Linked DNA regions of Mus musculus: regions 1 and 2 are each linked to region 3. The links are chromatin contacts, called in public HiChIP or PLAC-seq and promoter capture Hi-C maps. All regions are on one chromosome and are shown on one strand. Each heading gives the region's core, a stretch centred on a gene start, on an enhancer-like site or on the middle of the called end of the contact. The rest is flanking DNA. Distances are from core to core; before and after follow the strand shown. Region 1 holds the start of Foxd3 (forkhead box D3). Region 2 has its middle 3.9 kb from the start of Gm40211. Region 3 holds the start of Itgb3bp (integrin beta 3 binding protein (beta3-endonexin)).

Region 1 (2,700 bases), core at 153-2,652, 170 kb before region 3:
ATTTCCCAGTCTCTCCTACCAGAGCTGACATTCCTTGTACTTCACGTGCGCTGGACACATCCTCGCCTCTTCTTTGGCGCAGATTTCTACAGAAGTTAAGTCTTGGATAGTTTATTCACACTTTAAGAGATAACCCACATTAGTTAGCAGCAGAGGTGAGCCCACTCCCGCCAGCACGCCCTGGGACACTGTGGTTCCTTGGAGGTCGTGCCCTCCACTCGGAAGTATACGCCAGCTCCCCCCAGTTTTCCAACCCCCCCCAGTCGGTGCGCCACGTCTAATAACAAGGCCCAAAGCCTCTTCCCCAATCCTCTCCACTTACCCAAGACCGCTGCCAATGCCTGCTCCGTTTCCAGCTCATTTCCGACTTTTTCTGTGCTAAGTCGTTTAACAACTCCAACAGCCAGTTATGACGTCTTTGTTTATAGGTTCCCTGCTATTTTACGTCCTTTTTATTTCTCTGCAACTATCCTAATAGGTTAATCGATAGCTATTCTCTGACCTCGGGAAACCCCAGCTGATGGTGTTGTGACCGTTGCGAATATATATATATATATATATATATATATATATATATATATATTCCTGCGTCGTGCCCGGAAAGCTAGGGTAAGACTTGAGTAGTTAGATTTGGGGGTGATGCGAGGCACATCAGCAGATGTCTTTTCTCTGGAATAGCCCTGAAACAGGAGGGGGTCTGAGGCCTAATTAGCAAAAGGAAGCCGGATGTGTTCCTTTAATCCTTGAATCGAAAACAAAACCCCAAAGCAAATCAAAATAGTAAGTTTTTTTCTTTTCTTTTCTTTTTTTTTTTTTTTTTAAATCACAACCTTGTTCTGCATTGCCAGTTGGTCTATATAATATTAGCAAAGAGGGGAGGGCAGGGTAGTAAGAAAAATGCAGGGGGCGGAGAGGGCAGGGTGGTAAGAAGCCCTACAGTCCGGAGGACACTCTTAGGCCCACGCCCTCTCCACCCCCACCCACCCACTCTCACGCCCTCCCTGAACCCCACACCCGGCTCCAGCGTGGGCAGGGGTCTCCCAACAGCCCGAAGAGCTTTCGGGGCCTGCGGGATGCTAGCGCCTAGTCGGTGAGGAGTTGCGCTTCTGTCGTCCCTTTGTTGACAATTCCCTGAACCAACTTGAGTTTGGCCAGCTCCACGGCGGCCCTGACGTCACGCGCGGTCACGTGGCCCCGCCTCCCTCTGGATCTTTAAGTAGAAAGTAATCTATCAGGCCAGTCCTTAAAACGGGACTTTCGACTACCCAGGCTTGGCTTCCCTGTCACCACCCCCCCAACCCCCAACCCCGCGGTCGCCCATGCCCGCGCCCTCCAGAGCTGCTTGGAGCCCGGCGTCCCGCGCTTGCCTGGACCGCTCCTGAACCCCACGCCCAAACCAGAGGTCGAGGAAGGCTGGTGAAGTGAGGGGGTGCGGCGTGGAGAAACCTCCGGGGTCGCGAGCAGTAGCTGTCTCCTCGTAGAGAAGCGTCGAGGACCGCAAGAGTTCGCGGAGCGCGGCTGCGGAGCGCAGCGCCCGCACCGCGCGATGCCAGGCCTCCTCGTGTGAGCTGACCCGACAGGGCCCCGAGCTACCTGTGCCCTCTCCCCCCCCCCCGGCTTTCTTTCGGGGGACACTCACACCTCCTTTGCCTGAGCTCCGCGGCCGCCCCTCGCGGCCCCCCTCGCTCTCTGCTCGCTCCTGGCCGCCGCCACCAACCCCGCGGAGGGATGACCCTCTCCGGCAGCGGCAGCGCCAGCGATATGTCCGGCCAGACGGTGCTGACGGCCGAGGACGTGGACATCGATGTGGTGGGCGAGGGCGACGACGGGCTGGAGGAGAAGGACAGCGACGCCGGGTGCGACAGCCCCGCGGGGCCTCCGGACCTGCGCCTGGACGAGGCGGACGAAGGGCCACCGGTGAGCGCTCATCACGGCCAGTCTCAACCGCAAGCCCTGGCACTGCCCACCGAGGCGACCGGGCCGGGGAACGACACGGGAGCTCCGGAGGCCGACGGCTGCAAGGGCGGCGAGGACGCGGTGACAGGCGGCGGTGGGCCCGGCGCGGGCAGCGGGGCGACGGGAGGTCTGACCCCGAACAAGCCCAAGAACAGCCTGGTGAAGCCACCCTACTCTTACATCGCGCTCATCACCATGGCCATCCTGCAGAGCCCGCAGAAGAAGCTGACCCTGAGCGGCATCTGCGAGTTCATCAGCAACCGTTTTCCGTACTACCGGGAGAAGTTCCCCGCCTGGCAGAACAGCATCCGCCACAACCTGTCGCTCAACGACTGCTTCGTCAAGATCCCCCGCGAGCCGGGCAACCCGGGCAAGGGCAACTACTGGACCCTGGACCCCCAGTCCGAGGACATGTTCGACAACGGCAGCTTCCTGCGGCGCCGGAAGCGCTTCAAGCGCCACCAGCAGGAGCACCTGCGCGAGCAGACGGCGCTGATGATGCAGAGCTTCGGAGCCTACAGCCTGGCGGCGGCGGCGGGCGCAGGACCCTACGGCCGCCCCTACGGCCTGCACCCCGCGGCGGCTGCGGGCGCCTACTCGCACCCCGCGGCGGCGGCGGCGGCCGCGGCTGCTGCGGCGCTCCAGTACCCGTACGCGCTACCACCCGTGGCTCCCGTGCTGCCGCCCGCAGTGCCCCTGCTGCCCTCGGGCGAGCTGGGCCGCAAAGCGGCCGCCTTCGGCTCG
Region 2 (2,700 bases), core at 104-2,603, 260 kb before region 3:
AAAAGACAGTGGAGACTCTGGAGAGTTTCTGGCCCATGAAGTTAAGCCAAGTGGATGGAGGGTCCAGCCTGGGCTCTTTCTAAGGCAAGGTGTTTGGGCTTGTATAGTAGATAAGAAAACAATTGTGGCGTGTGGAAAGGGGGAAAGGACGTAAGAAAAGCATGCTTTTGGTGACTGCTGTTTGATAGAGTGGACATTTGGTTGACAGCATCTTCTTCAAATGGACAATACTAGCTTGTCGGTGCGTAAGGCTTTGTTTTCATATACTGTCAGCGTCTCAGAGACCATCACCTGTGTCCCTGACTCCAGCAGAGGTAGTACAATGCAGTGCTTGCGCAACCATGAGAGCCCTTGGATAGTGAGTGAGCCCACAATTTAATTCTGGTCTTTACTATATGATAATGATGCCCTGCCCATTTCATTTCCCCTTTCTCTAAAATGAAGCTGGTAGCGTGTGGACCTCAGAAACTTTGGTGAGTAGTGAAAGAAAGTTCTTACCAGGCAATCAACAAAGAAGAGCTATTTTCCTTAGAAACAAACCCCTTATTGGTGAAAGGACAATGAACTTGAAGTCAGCTGAAGGAAGGACTGACATACTCTCTGAAACTAAAAGAAGCGATTAAAGATAGAGTCTATAATAAGGTCTAGTACGTGCACTTATCCTTGCCTCCCAACCAGGAAACATTAAAGGTCTGCTTTAAAACTGTGCTGGAAAATCCCAACTCTCTGTTGTCCTCCATGTAATTTCCAATCAACCCTCATTATCATCCAAAGTCTGACCTCGTTCTGATGTCTGCACGAAAAACCAAACACAATCAATGCGTCCTTGCACTCAGTCTACATGGACAGGTTGGTGAACTTCAGTGGCTAAGGAAGCCCTGGCCAAGAGGTCTGAATTAACCTTCACTTTGTGCCCATTTCCAGGAAGAATGAGCAAACAGCGGCGGCTCCCTGGCCTCAGAGCCACTGCCTGGTGTCTGGCACCCAGAGGCTTCCCGGGCCGACCTTGTGGAGAAAGGCCAACAGGGAGAAAGCCACAGCCAAAGGAACACACAGAACCTGTTCCACGCGCAGACGCCAGAGCGGCAGCCATTGGCGTTCGGTGCGAGCCTGTCCAGCCGCCCTGTGCTCCATCACGCACACTACAATGAAATTCAAGGAGAGGGCTGTGAAGCAATCCTTCCCGGTCCTGAAAATCACAGCGCGCTGCTGGAAGCGATGCTAAACCCTTTGCAGCACACCCGGGCACATTCATCAGAGAGGCAGCTGAGCCAATTGAGGTGACTGTGCTGTCCGTTTGCCTTCCCAGAGATGCTCAAAACCAAACCGAACTGGCAGCGAGCTGGCTTCGCGGGTCCACGCGGGACAGCAGCCAGGCCAGGCGTCCAGTGACAGAGCAGGTTGGCCGCCCAGCCTCCCAATTCACTGGCTCCTCTGGCGACGCAGAGCATAGTTCTGAGGGATAAAAGGAGATCTCAAGCAGAAAAGGAGATTACAAATCAGAATGATTCAACAACAATAACCGAAAAAATAAACCCTGGCAGGCACGGCACTGGGGCCTGGTGAATGCCAGGTTGGCCCCCTTGGCTCGTGCTCCCACCAGTAGCAAAGCGAATTACCACCGAGTTTCCTAAATCCTAAGGGCTCTGACCGCAGGATAGCAAACTGCATTTCAATGTGAAAAGCTGTTGCTGACTGAGCCAGGCTGGCAGGCCTGAAAACACCTTTTACTTACAAAAAAACATGTTTGGAAAATGCAGCTGTTTGCCTGCTAAGTTATACTACTTTGTAACAGACAGGAAGGAAAACAACAACCTCATACCAATAAATTCCATCCATCTTTCCCACTCAACACGATAGCTGGTCTCTTCATAATCTTTCAGCTCTTCTTTTAAAAATCAGAGAGATTAAAGGGAAAAGATTTTTATCTGTTACTGTTTGGTTACCCTTAAAGGTAGCTTTAAAAACAACACTAAAAATATATTTTTTAAAAAGGTCAAAATCAGGATGGGCTTGGATAGTTATGTCCAGTAATGTGAGTTATTTCCCTTCTCTACCCAGTTACCTTTTCCCCCCATTTAGCCTGTTTTTTACAGTTCAATAAATATTTTTCCAAGCCCCACTTGCCAAACAAAAGAGTTTAGCTTCAGTATTATCCTCTGACAAATATCCTTATGGTCTCAGCACATGTGAAAGCCATTGATAAACAAATTAAAATTCTGTCCCAGCACAGAGCTCAGCTGGCCCATTTTATCTTGCAGTATGGGTTTGTAAAGGTCTGGGTGTCTGTCATCCTCCCCTAACCTTGTCTTTGTCAAAGGGGTACAAAAGCCTGCCCGCTCGGGGCCCTTACGATACTGATTAGCGTGAGTGACAAAGTGGGACTGCAAGTCCACTCAGCCTTTCATAATAAATCTATCAAAGAGTAATAGAATTCCATCAATCGTGCCTCATCCCCGAGGGTCGCCGGGCTGGGATGGAGAGTGTGTTCCGTTGGGATTGTACAACTGTTATTATTCAATTACGCTCTTTTCTTCCTAGTTAAAGACCATGATATCATTATCACTTAATGAATACATATAATTGGATCTGGACTCTGTGTTTGGCTGATGAATACCGCTCACTATTCATTCAGTCTCAGCTCATCTTCTGACCATTTATTATAGACTTTTGGCTGAAAACCATGATGACAAAGGGAAT
Region 3 (2,700 bases), core at 7-2,506:
CTTTAGAAAAATGGACCAACCAACACAACTGCTAAAAATATGGGATGTCAATGTACTTAATGAAACTCTTCTAATATAACAACATCTACTCATATATTAAAGTTGCCAGTTGCCAGAAAAATATCCACTTCCAATAGATTTTGGTTCCTCACTTCTGTAAACAGATCAGGAACATAGTTTACACACCAAATTCATTTTCATTCTTTTCCTGCTTAAGTTTTGTTCCCTCATCTTTGCCAGCAATGTTATAATAGACATTTTTCTAATGCATTAAAAGATAAACCTTTTTAGAATGGTGAGTTAATAAATATTGTTATTTCCGAAGGTCCTCCTTCTTTTATGTCAGCTCATATCTTACACAAGTATCCCCGATAATATCTTAGTTTGCATTTTACTCAAACAGGAAAATGTTACCCTAGCAGGAAGTACCTAAATCAGCCTGGTACGGGGGTAGCCAAAGAAGTATTACAAGAGTTAGGTCTTCCTCCTCCCTCAAATTCTTTAAAAAGACCCTGTTTTTTTTAAAAACAAAACAAAACAAAAAAAAAAAAAAACCTGTTTATACAACCGCTAACTGTGCTTTATATAGCCTATGTAGGGTAGCCGAAGGGTAGCAGTCTAGCACAATACCCATCTCTACTATGGTCATTTTCGGTAATCACATTATTGGGGTTGGGCTGTAACTTAAAGATGACCCAATACAAACCCACTTTTTACTTTTTTCAAGCTTATTTTTATAAGTAAGAAAAGTAAATCACTTATTACTGAGTTGCTAAGTGATAATCTTAAGAATCTTTCAGTGCCTGAAATCCATTCAGTCCATGAAATCTCTCCCGAGTTTCAGAGAACTCACTACACAAATGCTTAACAAGCATTTAAAAATTCTACAAATTACAGAGAAATGTTTACTTAATATACTCTTTCATTCTTAGTCATTTCAAGTTAGACATTACTCAGATTTAGCCCGCAGCTTACACAATGATGTGAAGTTTTAAGAGTCAAAGAAGTGTTGGAAGGGTAGAGGTAGGTTGGGAATACCAAGCATCCCGACGCTGTCAACAGAGAAAAGTTTATAGAAATAAAAAAGACAAGGTGACCATGGGACGGCATACTCTTCCTGTATACTCTTTTTGCTCATAGAGGGCCCACAAAACAGCAACGTCTGGGGAAGGGATACCTACGGCATTTCGGGACTCCGTTGCTGGACAGAACCAACTGAGAAACCGCAAACGCGGAAGCATAAAAAGCCCGCGTAGTAAGCGCTGGATGAGGTGTCACCCCGTATGCAGCTCGCCGGAAACAGTCTCCGCGCGAGAAAGAGCCTGAACGTGTTCAAGGAAATGGTGCAGGGAGTCTAAGGCCAGAATCCATTTAGCCCCAGCCGCATGCAGCGCACGACCCTCCTCACTATTGTGGACATGCCAGCCTCGCAACAGATAAGCTACAATGCCATGGCTGTTCTCTCTCGGTCAATGGTCCACAAATCTCTGGTCGGAGCGTTTGGAAGGTGCTCTGCCTCTTATTTCCGGTGGCGGCGAGGCGCAGTTGCTATGGTAATCTAAAAAAGGCGGAGGTCTGTCCGGTTGCGCCGAGAGGTTCGCGGATCTACTAACGAAAATTGGCTGCTCTTCTTGGTTTGTGAGCTGAAATTAGGTAGCCACCAAGCCTCTCTCTTGCTCTGTCGCTCGCTCTGCTCTTCATTGTGCGGCCGCCTCTCCCATCTGCTACGTTTACTTCTGTGTCCTCCTAAGAGCCGGTGCATGCCCCGAAACACACAAGGGGATGCAGCATCGTGGCCAGAGGAGTACAAAAAACGGAGAGAGCTTGTCTGGGATTAGTTGTGACTGTTTCACGGTGCAGCGACGGTGACTGGATGGCTCTCTGTTTTCATTTGGCCCTTTAGACGCCTTAGGCGCTTTTAACAGTTTATTTTTCCTGCTTATTGTGTGCCTAGTTATTTATGGAGCCGTTTGCTACAATATACTCTCCAGGCCCCTGTCTCAGACTTGGGCTAGAATTTTAAATAAAAGGTGGTTTCCGAGCCCTAGGGGTGCAATTATATATTTATTTAAGCTTCAGTTTGGACTGTCTTCACAGGAAGGGAAAGAATAGAATTCTGGAACATTTCTGTCCAGGGATTTTCATGTGAGAATAACCCCATTTGGAAGGAGCACTTGAAGATCCTTAAAAATGTTTTTAAATTGCTTGCTGTAAGCCGAGTGCTTGCTCTTCCTTATTGGAATAGTTTTCTTTCCCGTTTGTGAGATGGCGCGCACGCATATGTGTTTAAAACCGATGTTTAATTATGGTGATACCAATTTGCAGTAACCAGACTGTGACACCACATCCCTATGGGGTCCTTCTAAATCTGGTGTAATATGAAAGTGTCAGGCAGGCGGTCTGTGTATTATAAATAGGGTACTTCATCCATGATAAGCGATTATTATCTTTCTTTCCCAAGTGTAAAAGACCTACATAATTCAAGAAGGTGCCAGTGATTTAGGCCTCCTGAGTATGAATCCAATGAGTCCTGAAGGGGACCCTACCTGTGTCATCTTATTGTTCAACTTGAACTATTCAATTTATTAGATTGGAATGTATTTTTAGAAGTCAACGCAGGATAAAGCAATGTTGGAAGCCATTAGACCACCAGAACAATTTTGCCCTGCATAGTAGCCTTTGTTCAATAAACCTTCATTC

Evidence for each region. HiChIP or PLAC-seq counts read pairs in DNA pulled down with a chosen protein or histone mark. Capture Hi-C pulls out chosen DNA fragments and counts their contacts.
Region 1: a contact with region 3 is called in a promoter capture Hi-C map of adipose tissue. The contact joins the promoter of Foxd3 here to the promoter of Itgb3bp in region 3. A contact is called at or near these places in 7 of 39 promoter capture datasets (the 3T3-L1 cell line, cranial neural crest, hematopoietic stem and progenitor cells and 3 more), 4 of 484 Hi-C or Micro-C datasets (brain, nephron progenitors and uterus), 8 of 115 datasets of contacts at active chromatin or transcription factors (astrocytes, craniofacial prominence, embryonic hindbrain and 4 more) and 3 of 9 other capture datasets (adipose tissue, liver and pancreatic islet).
Region 2: a contact with region 3 is called in an H3K4me3 HiChIP or PLAC-seq map of neural tube, with 4 times the contacts expected there. The contact joins the enhancer-like site here to the promoter of Itgb3bp in region 3. A contact is called at or near these places in 2 of 39 promoter capture datasets (embryonic stem cells and liver), 5 of 115 datasets of contacts at active chromatin or transcription factors (astrocytes, embryonic limb bud, embryonic stem cells and 2 more) and 1 of 9 other capture datasets (embryonic stem cells).

What each region holds. Positions count from the first base shown.
Region 1 is chr4:99,654,897-99,657,596 of GRCm38.p6, forward strand. It overlaps Foxd3 (forkhead box D3), which reads left to right and starts at 1,403. Exons shown (of 1, transcript NM_010425.3): 1 at 1,403-2,700. The coding sequence starts at 1,729.
Region 2 is chr4:99,571,873-99,574,572 of GRCm38.p6, forward strand. No RefSeq gene overlaps it. Among named protein-coding and RNA genes, the nearest start is that of Gm40211, 3.9 kb to the left of the region's middle. Within about 2 kb of position 1,354, at least 75 of the 459 cell types and tissues checked have an H3K27ac peak or open chromatin away from gene starts, as enhancers often do. A contact at or near this core is called in astrocytes, embryonic limb bud and neural tube, where this site is marked.
Region 3 is chr4:99,827,902-99,830,601 of GRCm38.p6, forward strand. Itgb3bp (integrin beta 3 binding protein (beta3-endonexin)) reads right to left here and starts at 1,257. Exons shown (of 9, transcript NM_026348.4): 1 at 1,182-1,257. The coding sequence starts at 1,186. It overlaps Efcab7 (EF-hand calcium binding domain 7), which reads left to right and starts at 1,544. Exons shown (of 14, transcript NM_145549.2): 1 at 1,544-1,653.